2 separate regions of the Anser cygnoides genome follow, and region 1 is linked to region 2. Evidence: chromatin contacts called from public Hi-C data. All regions are on one chromosome and are shown on one strand. The core of a region is the stretch at or near the end of the contact, and the rest is flanking DNA. Distances in the headings are between cores, read along the strand shown.

Evidence for each region. Hi-C and Micro-C count contacts between places; a contact is called where the count stands out from the background.
Region 1: a Hi-C map of liver shows a contact between it and region 2, with 2.3 times the contacts expected there. The contact joins the promoter of LOC106033238 here to the promoter of PDP2 in region 2. A contact is called at or near these places in 3 of 7 Hi-C or Micro-C datasets (all in liver).

What each region holds. Positions count from the first base shown.
Region 1 is chr12:9,971,743-9,977,521 of Taihu_goose_T2T_genome, reverse strand. It overlaps LOC106033238 (fatty acyl-CoA hydrolase precursor, medium chain), which reads right to left and starts at 3,189. Exons shown (of 14, transcript XM_013176626.3): 1 at 2,991-3,189; 2 at 2,014-2,218; 3 at 1,026-1,170; 4 at 364-497; 5 at 1-51. The coding sequence starts at 3,060.
Region 2 is chr12:9,838,433-9,844,049 of Taihu_goose_T2T_genome, reverse strand. PDP2 (pyruvate dehydrogenase phosphatase catalytic subunit 2) reads right to left here and starts at 2,158. Exons shown (of 2, transcript XM_048068799.2): 1 at 1,984-2,158.

The DNA of each region.
Region 1 (5,779 bases), core at 1,940-4,439, 130 kb before region 2:
GCTACTTGATCCAAATACCCCCAGTTACCACGAGCATGCTTATCACCAGTGCTAGAAAGAAAGAATATGTTTAAATGCTCGATGTAAGAAAAAAGGTAGAGATAAATACAATCTGAAGTATAAGAAAACAGCTGCAAAATAGCCTCTCTACATAACTAAAAAAGAAATGGCTGAGATTAGAGTATCAGGCAAGACCAGATTTTGAAGCAGATTTGGGACTTGTAAATTGTTCCCAACTTGCATGTGTAATTAAGATACATATAATTTATTTGCATAAGCAAGTATTCTACATGTCTTGTCACAAAGGATTTGCACATATAATTTTGGAAATCACTTAGCAAAAACTGGGATAGAATATCTTACCTAAAATATCCAGCAATACCTAATCTGTACTGAATTGTTACAACTACCACATTGTCAAAGGCTGCTAATGCTGAACCATCGTATGATGAAGCTGCTCCAAAAACTAATCCACCTCCATGGATCCATACAAAGACCTGGAAAGGAAAAAGCAGAAACAATTCAGCACAGGTAAGAGCTCCAGTGATATAAACTAAATATAGTATTTTGTGCTTTCACTCCCGAGTCTTTCAGATTAAATTTCACAGACAGTAGAAGTCTTTCGAAATGGAGGGTAGCAGCCTTATAACAGACATTGATTTCATTAAATACTTAAATTAAACCAGTGCCCCGTGACTTTTCACAGTTTGTTTTTTTTTTTTTTTTTTGAGGAAATCAAACATTACTGATGTAAAGTGTCAGTAAGATTTTACTTGTAAAATAGGATTATTTTTTTTTTGTATCTACTAAAGCTCAATTAAATATTTAGTGGTGGAAAGTGTGTAACTGGATCATCATTAGAGAACTGCACCTGTAAGTCTCCATATAGTACAGGTTGTAGATCTGCTGTAAAATTATTATAATCCTTAGGAAGCTTTTAGAAGTTTCAAGTTCAGGCTCAGTTTGTTCCATCAAGTCACAGAAGCAATAAAGTTTGCTAGAGGTTTTACAATGATTTTGCTTACAGGCAACTTCTCATGTTCTTCTGTAGAAACAGGTGTGTATACATTCAGATATAAGCAATCTTCAGACATTTGGAGACGAACTTTTTCTTTTCTATTAGTAATAGCATCTGAAAAATACTGTCCTCTTACTTTGTCCTGTAGACACCTGAATAAAATAAAAAAAACCAACAGAAATAACTAAAACCTCAGTGGTACAAAGCGTAGCTTTTATGTACTTCAAGTACGAATCAGAAACCTATCTCTAGTACATTTCTAGATTGCTGGAAACAGAAAACATAAAATGTTTTTTCACCGTTAATATATTTTCTTCCATTGACTTGGTGTTAGTAAGCTCTGTAAAAAGGAGTCACGGTCTACAGCAGTACATAGTGACAGGCAGATATAATTTTGCATGTTTCGAAATATTACAGAAATATACCTGCAAATGGATATGGCTATAAATTACTTAAATGAAAATGCAAAGTAATTATTTTACATCTGCAATAGTTTTTTTGTATTGCAATTATAGATATCAGGCTTGAGTCACTCCAAGAAGGGCGCTAGTACAAGTGGAATAAGATATTTATAATATAGTCTAGAACTGGTCTGTTTCTTAGATGTTCTATTAAGCATGTGATTCATTGGACATTCTTTTCTTCCAGTATTTTATTCCAGCATTTCTTCAGCTTCTTTCTGGTTCTGCTCCAAAGTTACACAGTTTATAAACATTGTTATGTAATGGCCAAATGCTCCCAAAATAAAACATAATTGATCAAGTGATGATCCATATTAGTTCATCGCTGATGCCCATTAGACAGCACTTTTTAATAAAAAGAGCAGCTTATAAAGATATCTTTAGAAATGCATTCATTGTAACAATTGCAGGTGGTAGTGAGATGACACCAAGAAATTTATCTTTGTGGATTTTGACCATCTTGCTTATCAGTGTCCTTGAACTGCGTGTAATATAAAATCATGACAAAGACAAATGTTTTTCTCATCGTCTTACATCGGTGGGTAGGAAGCAGCATCTCTGACACCCTTCCATGGCTCAGGTGGCTGGGGTTCAGAAAACCTTAATGGTCCAACAGGAGGCTTAGCAAAAGGAAGTCCCAGAAAGACATTTACACTCCTCTCAGCTGCATTTACTTTGACTTGGTACCCTCGGACACTCCCATAGTTGGTCACCACTTCTGGTTGTTCTGCTTTTCGTCCTGGGGGATGTGTACACAAAATTCAGATAATTGAGTGGCCTATTGGTTAGTAATTGAAAAATTTCTAAGAAATTTACCTACCTAAATATATATATTTTTTTTTTTTTTGCCTAAACAACTTATTTTCAAACATAAGGCTTCAACAAACTCTATCAGTATGGATGACATCATTTCAGCCTTCATTCTGACTGTGTTTGTATGTATAATCTCCCTCAGGTATATCATATATATTTTCTTACTATGCACACACATTAGTAATTGTGTGTAGATCATAATCCATTTGATCCAAGTTGTTAAAAGTTCAATAGACTACACTCATTAAGAAAAGGCATTTCCTTTTTAATATATGGATCTGTGAATGCACAATATATATTTGGGACTCTCGATAGTAGATACAGACAAAAGAAAAAAACTTCTAATATACCTAAAAACAGTCTGGCATATACAAATGGTGTAAATATTTAGGTAAGATTTATTTTAATATCACTGTGAAAATTCTCAGTATCTAATTAAAAACATGGCACATTTTGGTCTTTTCTGACTCAGCAGACAAAATTTTGCAAGAGGAATTTAATTTTACTAGTTGTAAAAACAACAACAACAAAGACAAATGCCTGAAAATAGATTACAAAGAAGAAATGAAGAACTATTTGCTATTCAGACCTAATTTCTGTGCAGCAAGTTTGAGCGCCCAGGTCCTCAGATAAGGCTGAGATTCCCATAGGTAGTCTCCTCCCAGAAGGGAACAGTGAAAAACATTTCTGAAGCTTACCAGTAGCTACAAGTGCTGTAATCCCAGCAGTGAGAATTAAGGACAGCAGCATGTTCTTTTCAGTTGCCATTTTGCATGCTAGTCACACATTCACCTCCTCAGTGTATTGCCTTTAATACTCTGTGAAGTATAACTGTTACGCAAGACAAACACTGATTAGTTAAAGCATTTCTCAAGCTGTGAAACCAAACCAACTGTGGCCAGCCTGAGCAACTGCCCTGACTGTAAGCCACTCCCTTCAAGGGGAGTGCACAGCAGCTTGTCTGTATATGGGAACAGCGAGACCTATATCAAGAATGTCTCCACAAGTTTCATACTAGCTGCCCACGGCTTCTTATAAATCTTATTCATGGAATATCAGGCCTCAACTATTTGCTTTAAAAAACATTGTAAATAGTCCTCATAACATCAGGAGATTCTTCCTGCTACAATAACACTACCATCTTTGAAAAATTAGGACTTAATCTCCCACTACACACTGAAGAACCAGGAAAACTACCCTATAATCTTATTACATTTACTTGCTTTACTTTACTTGTATGTAATTGCTTCATTTCGATACATGTAACACACAGCATATCCACAAAGACCAAAATCCAAAACAATAATCCTGAAAAAAGTGCCTTTGCTGAAGTAAAAATTGGAAGATTTTTCATCTCACAAAGGGATATTTTTTGACAAAACCAATACTGGAAAAATCTCAGCTTTTCCTGCAAGGTGGATACTCCACCTACCACTCAGTCCTGTGCATTCAGGAATGTTTGTCTTTTATCTCAAAATAAAAGAGTTTTGCAATACTAAAGAGAGGCTTTCTCAACTATTGTACTATGGGAGCAATATTAAAGGATTTGGGTAGTAACCACACATTTAATCCCTATGAAGAAATCAGGAGCGTTTAGAGACTTCCATGTGAACTCATGCCTGTCACCCAGGTGTGATATGAAAAAAAGGCAAGACATAGATGAATAGAAATAAAAGAAATTATCAGTAAAAGAGATTATCTACTATGTAACTAGGTGGTTGTGTTTGTTCTATGTTTCCTTGCTTTGCTTTTTTTTTTTTTTTTTTTTTTTGGCAAGAGTCAGTAGCTCTTGTTCCAGAAAGCCTATTTTGTAATTCTATGGCATCATAATTCTCAGTTGTCTGAGACAGCATTTCTAAACATTATCTTAGTGCCCGTACCTTTGTTTCAGCTACGTGTGTCCTAAGACCCACAGTCATTACATTAGTTGAGCACGTATGTTAAGCGTGTAGTGGTCCTGTGTGCTCAGGCTGTGTTCAGGCACTCTGAAGAGATGCTTTACTCTAGTATCTAAGTTGGTCTGGACAGGTGTGATTCACAGCTCATGTAGGTAAATCCAGGCAACTTTAAACTGGACTGCTCAGGGTGCAAACTATTGGCAGCTTGTTTCAGATGTGTATATTCAATGCATACTAATTATCCTAAGCATTTACTCCGTTATCAGAAGACTTTTGCCCTCTGTACTACAGCAGCTCTGTGATGCAGCCGCTACACTGTTAATGCCAATGCTAGATGGCTTATCAGCTGTTTCGGAATGTAGGGTTAGTGCAAGTATACACTGGCAAATGGGATAACACATTTGAGCTTCTAAGTAAATAATGTGGACTGTAACTTCATTGTAGAATTTTTACAGTTTTATAAATGTCCTTTGAGAGTCTTTTTTTCCTGTATTGTTTCTCAAGAGTAAAGTTCATGCCATGAAAACTGGGCTGGCATTAGTCTGTACTGTTATGAACGTAAAGTCCGTACTGTATTGATCCACATATGCACCGTTAAAGGCAATGAATGGAAACAGACACCTGGACTGCAAGTAATGGACTTTAGCATAAACTACCTCCTACCTTATTTGTGTGATAAAGGTTTCCTGGAAGCAAAGGGCAGGAGTACTCTGTAGTAGTAAACTCTGCTCTCCTGTTTGCCTGGTTGAATACTGTTGCATGTTCTCTCAGAATGTCCTTGGACTGCTTTGGTTCCTAGCATGGGTAAACTGTTTCAGTGCAAGGTGAAGCTACAAGAATCCCTGCTTGCAACACTTGGCTTCCATCCTGAAGAGCATGCATGCCTCAACTACTTGTAACCCACAAACTACAGGAGGAGTCCATTGCTACAAAGCCAAACACAGTGCAATCTGCTCATTGCTCTTTCCTTTTGCTGAAACAAATCTTACGAATTTCCATAAATAATTTATTTTCTATCTTCTGCTCTTTCTGGTTTTCTAAAAGCCTGCCCTTTACAATTTGCTTTCCCTTTATATTCACCCTTCATTTACGATTCTATTTTCCAAGATTTACTCTTCAATCTTTCATTGTTCTACTCTTCCTTGCTCAAGTACCCATCCTGCAAACTGTCTCAGCTCATATCCCATCCATGGTCCCAGAGATATACAACTTGAAGGCCAAAGGTAGCAGCCATCCGGAAATTACTACCAGTGCAAAATGCTATCTGTGAACTGTGATGACCTGATTTACATGACAAAATAAACAAATGGGATTTTAGATCTTTACCACCTTGGCTACAGACCTTTGTATGGATCTACAAACAGGACATATCTCTGCAAATGCGGAAATCCTTACTCTAGTGATATAGACTACTAAATTTGGGAATCTGGAGACAGTGCTATGTACCTGGCAAGTGGAATTTTTGAAGTCTGCTTTGCATTTAATTTTAAGAAAGAATATTTTGCAGCTTACCCTCAATCAGTGAGCAATGCACAAGTCAGGGACCAAGCCAGAAAAATCCTGCCATATGATGACATTTGCCTCTTTAT
Region 2 (5,617 bases), core at 909-3,408:
TGGTGAATTTAACTTAGGATATGACTCCTCTTACCAACTAACCCATCAGAAAAGCTAATTTTTATTTACGAAGCATGCTTTTTTGTTATTATGGCATGGTTAAGACGTAATTGCAACGTTACAAGAAACTTACACTGTTCAGTGGAAAGCCTTGTCTAACAAGACACAGAAGGCAAGTATCTCAGACTTGTTGGATCTACATGGCAATTAATGGACAACTTTTAAGATGTCTGCTAGAGTACAGCTTTACTCCAAATTCATTCTAAATAGCAAAATGTGTCTTCTAAATATCAGAGCCAAGAGTGTAAGTACTCAAATCCCACAGAACTGAAAGATGTAGCAGACAGATTAACATTTTATATAAATTGCCACGAGCTTCACATCTAGAGCAAGCTAGCTTACCTTTCCAATTCTGTTCCAGCTTATAAGCTTGATTCTTTTTTTGTACCTGCCAGGTCTTAACACCGGTAGGATTTCTACACAGCTGAAGTCCGACTGGACTACTGGTCAATTAATGGATTTATCACGGCACTGTGCACTTGGACAAAGGGAAAGTTATACCACAGCTGCATTGATGACTTTTACAGGTTTACAGTTAGGCATGTTCATTTGGAGTGCAGTTAAAATAAGCAGCTGTGAAGAGCACTGAAACCTTGGGCACTTGAACAGATGAGGTTCTTCAGCTGCCATGGGGAAGGTCCATCATATTGCTTCCTCCTTTAAATAAGGTATTCAAGCTGTGAGAGGCAGTCTACTAAGTACAACTAGGTGCTTAATTCACAACAGAGCTTTGCCCCAAGGACTTAAAAGCTAACTGTATTGTAGCACCACAAGTACAATTACTCCCAGAAGATTACACTGGCAGCCTGTTTGAACAATATAGTTTTCTCAGAGCTCTGAACCACTTGCACATTGCCTTCAACACAAGGTACTCCAGGTCCCAGTCCAACGATGCTATCTATGTACTACTGCAATACTGTTTTTTGTTTGTTTTAAGCAGTGCACTTTGTGAAACAGCAAGAAGGCCATCCAGCCAGTTGCATAAATAAAAATGTTCCAAGAAATCAGCAGAAGCTAAAAACAAACTTGAGCTACTGTAATCAGAAGGCCTACTGCTCCAACCCAAGGACTCGACTAAAATTCTATCTGGGAAACAAAAGCAAAGCATACCACCCCTGCCCCACAAGAGAAGAGAGCAGACAGGCCGTTCCACCAAGGAACCCACCACTTTGACACCGGGAAACCTGCGAGGACAGGCAAGGACACCGCCTAATTTCACTGCTGCTATCAGGAGAGCAGATGGCAAAGCCAGTGCCAGTTCATGGCTTGGCGCTTGCCTGTGGTCTCCTGGGACGAGGACCTCTCCCATCACCACCTATTGTTGTGCTGCACAGAGAACACCACCAGAAAAAAGCCATGAGGAACCAAAGAACAGCAGCAGCACCAGACAAACCTTATTTGTCAGCCTTGTCCAGGCCATTCCCCACTCTGCTGCTTCTCTCCCGTCCCACCCTTCTGAGCCAGGTACAATCCGAAACCTGACAACTTTCCTGTTCTTGATCGAAAAACCTTACAGGAATAGCATGTTAAACTGACTGACCCTGCTCACAGCGGCTGGCTGCACACTGCTGGATTTTTCCGTCCCTTCCCCAGCAGCAGATCCCCCCAGTGCCATACAGATACCTCTCTGCCTGGGGCCGGGTAACACCGACGGGGTCCTGAGCACACTGCTGGATCCCTGGACCAGCACCCACAGCCCCAGCGCCCGCCCCAGCCACCGCCCGCGTTAGAAAGCGGTGGCGGTGCTAATTAGGATGCCGGGCGGTGCTAATTAAGGCGCCGGGCTGCAGCCCATGAAGTAGGAGCCGCTCCCACCCGCCTCGAGCGGCGCAGTGCCAGAAGCAGCACTTCCTCCAGGCCCACCGGAGCCCCCGCGGCTCACCCGGAGGCGGCCGAAGCGGTGCCTCCGACCCCATCCCTTACCGGTGCGGTCCTGTCCGGCCCGGTCCCGGCCACAGCCGCCGCCACGCGCCCCGCAGGTTCCGGGCTCTCCGGCGCCGCTCAAGTGCCGGGCGCTGAGCGACGGCCCCGCCGCCCAACCCGCGCCGCCCCCGCCGGAGCCGCCCCGAGGAACGGCCGCAGCGGGGCGGGGCCGCGGGTTCCTGTCAGGACATGGCGGGGCGGGCCGGGCGGTGGCTGTGTGGGGCTCCCGCCCCCCCGCCATGTTCCATCAGCGCCGCCTCCGCCGAGCGGTGCCAGCTCTGGTGTTGCTGGCGGGGAGGAGAAAGCCCCCCCCGTGCCCGGCGCAGCCTGGCCTGGCCTGACCCGTGGGGGCCGTGCCGTGTCCCCTCACCTCCCGTCACCTCCCGTCTCCGTGTCCCGTCCCCTGAGCCGCCCGCGCGGTCGGCAGCAGTCCCCGCCTTCTTCCTGCTTTAGATTAGTAAAATAAATTCTCCATTTAAAAAGAATCCATTATCCATTTATAAAGAATCCAGTAGTAAACTTCAACAAAGGTTACTCTTTGCAGGAACTCTCCTTTGTTCTTTTTAAACATAAATAAAATTATACATCTTTTGGTGCTGGGGCTGCCACATGATAAGGCTTCAAATGACAAAGCCCCTTTGAAAATGGTAGGCCCTGTAAGCTAAGAGCAACAACTATTAGAGGTTCAGACAGCTGGATCCTCCTTTTCGCCACCTGCTTTCTAGTTTCCAGTGTCTGTCTTAGTTAAAATTTCTGTTGAGTCATTTAGTAATGAGACAAGGAATGGGCCCAAAGTGCATGGTGGTTAATAAGTAGTTATTGGTTATTACATACTGGATAGCGAGCAGACCTTGCCTCAACCTGGAGTAGTGATTCTGCAGAAACAGAGGCTCACATGAGGCTTTGATAGGATGATAGTTCACTTTTGATTTTACTGGCTTCTTGTACTGAGGCATTTTTCGTTTACATAATGTGTTGCAGGTATCCTACATGAGATAAGTGTGTTCCCAGATTATCTGTAGTGGACAGATGTGTGATCATCTTTGTGAGTCTGAATGTTTATTTGTTTCCGTTTGTTGTTGTTGTTGTTGTTGTTCTAAATGTAAAAAGTGAAACATAGTTTCATGTCAACTGGAAGACCAAGCCAAGAAAAAAAAAAGGAAGGTCACCTTAGAGAAAAAAAAAAAGGAGCATTATTCTAGCATATGTGGAAACAGTTATCCTAAATGGGTGCACCAGCAGAAGCTCCTTGGCAGTCTTCTGATCTACCAGTTTTTTCAGTTTTTGTACCATTTACAACAGTGATAAAACCTCATCTGTCAGCCTGAAAACCAACTTGACTGCTCTTTCTTCTGCTCAAGGCATGTTTAAATGCTTCTCTTCAGCTGAAAGCTATTACTGCTCACATATTCATGCAGTCATTTCATAAACTCATATGCATAAGCTGAAGTGGTTTAGGAAACATGTAAATTAAGGTGAGACTATTAACAATCCTGCAGGTATTGCTTTTGTTCCACATAAGCCAAGTACAAGAAGGAATACTGTATGAAAGCATATAAGAAACTTAAAAGTTTTCAGTGTCATTACTTGACAGGACTAGATATTAAGTTCAACTGAGATTCAGATTCTGCTTTGGTGTGTTTAGTTATGCTGATGAACCAGAGCGATACATAATTAAAGTTAAAAAGTAGAAATGCTACTCTCTGATATGATTTGGGGAAAGAAATGGTATTGCTCAGGCTTGCAGTATTTTTGCCCTCAGGAATATCTAATTACTATGGTGAATTCCTGTGGCAATAGTGGATGGTTGCCATGGTGCTCTACCTTGCTAATTCACATTGAAAAAAATTATAACTCAAGTTTCTTTAGATAAAATTAAGCTTTCATTTTGACTTCATTGTTTATAGGTGAGCAAAAGTTCAGTATCAAATGTCCTGTGCCAGGACAGAGTTCTTATAAGCGAATGAATGCAATTCCAGAAGCATTGTATTAAGGTGCAATGGTAGGTTAAATTGTAACAAATGCTATATTTAGTTTTTTTCAAGGTATAATTTTATCTTTTTACTTGTGTGGACAGCAACTCTGTTTTCTCTTTGCAAATACATTTTTGTGCTCATTTCCATGCTGCGTGTTTAGGCCTTGATCCAACTCCCATTAAAGTCAATCCCAGTTTCAGCAGGTTTCAGATAATGTGAAATGGTTATTTGAGCCTAAAAGGTCAGTCTCAGAAATCCCATTGCATGAAACAGGTTGCAGTCAGGCTACTGAGGCACGTGACATTTTTACTCCTGACCTAAAGTTACACACAGGAATTTCTAAGCAGATAAATTGTGCCAGGTATTTGAGACAGGAGTACATTGCCTAAGTTAGTTCAGCCAACGTGTATGTTTGTATGAACGAAGTGCAAGACTATGAGAGACACTGAATTTGATGTAATTACTGGATGCTGCTTAGAGCTCTACTCCCAGTCTCTCCCAGAACCCACCTGTTGGGTCAGCTTTAGCTACCATGTGAGATTACGGGAAGTGAGGCTGTCATCAGATCTGACAACATCATAATTTGTTGGGAGGGATGTTGTGATACAGGTTCCTCTGTGGTAATAGGATCATTAAATCAAACATTGGAAAAGGGGAAAAATGCGGGCTGAAGAGGGGTACTGCTGCTTCTGGCATTGGCCCTCACTTAATTTGGATGAGTGACTCCTGAAAGTGTATTCTTAGGCTGTATGTTTCTGGATATGGGGTACAAAAGATGGGAAAGCCACAACTTCCCTCTTCTCTCATGGTGCATCTTAGCAATTTTTTGGAGTTATGTTATCACTTTCTGGATGCGTACTGGAGAATTAGTGTTCTAAGACTGATGGAAGGGGTGATGTATTTTGGTAAGCTCTTCAGGAGATATCAAAATATTAATAAATTATCTTATTTCTACTTATATTGCATGCCTTCTATTGTATCTAAGGACTTCAAATAGGGTTTGGTTTACTGTTTTGTGATCTTTTATTCCTTAAGATCACCATATACTTAAAATGAAATTAATGTTAAGGCAAAAATTACTATTACTATTCATAATCCTAGCTATATCAAGTTTCTAAGCCAAGCATAATATAATTATAATATACTGAATGAAGATGCTGACACCATCACAGAAGCAGTTATATTTGTTCTACTTCATCGTTTCCCAAAATCTTTTAAAGTGACAAAAGTAATTGGTTTGGTGCCGCCTTTGCAAAGCAGACATATTTCAGCAGTCTTAACTTGTAAATATTTGCACCAAAAAATTGATGAAGTATAATGAAAGATGCACAGTCTTATATACCTGGAGTAACTCAAGTAAAGCTACCTGAATTATTCAGTGGTAACAGAGACTATTTGCACAATGAGGATTTTCACACACAGAACTAGAGGCAGATGTCTTCAAAACTGATGTGAAAAACTGACATCTTGGGAGGGGGTGGACGGTAGTTTTCAACCAATCTTAAACCTTGCTCAGGGGTTTTGGCACTCATTGTTCTGCTTTGAAAAGAGCAGCAACCATCTCAACTCTCAGAACATCTAAGTTGCTGAGAGAACTCGAGTTGGCTAGAGTTCAGGTAATGTTTCCACAACATACTGTATCACCCTTTCTCTCTGAA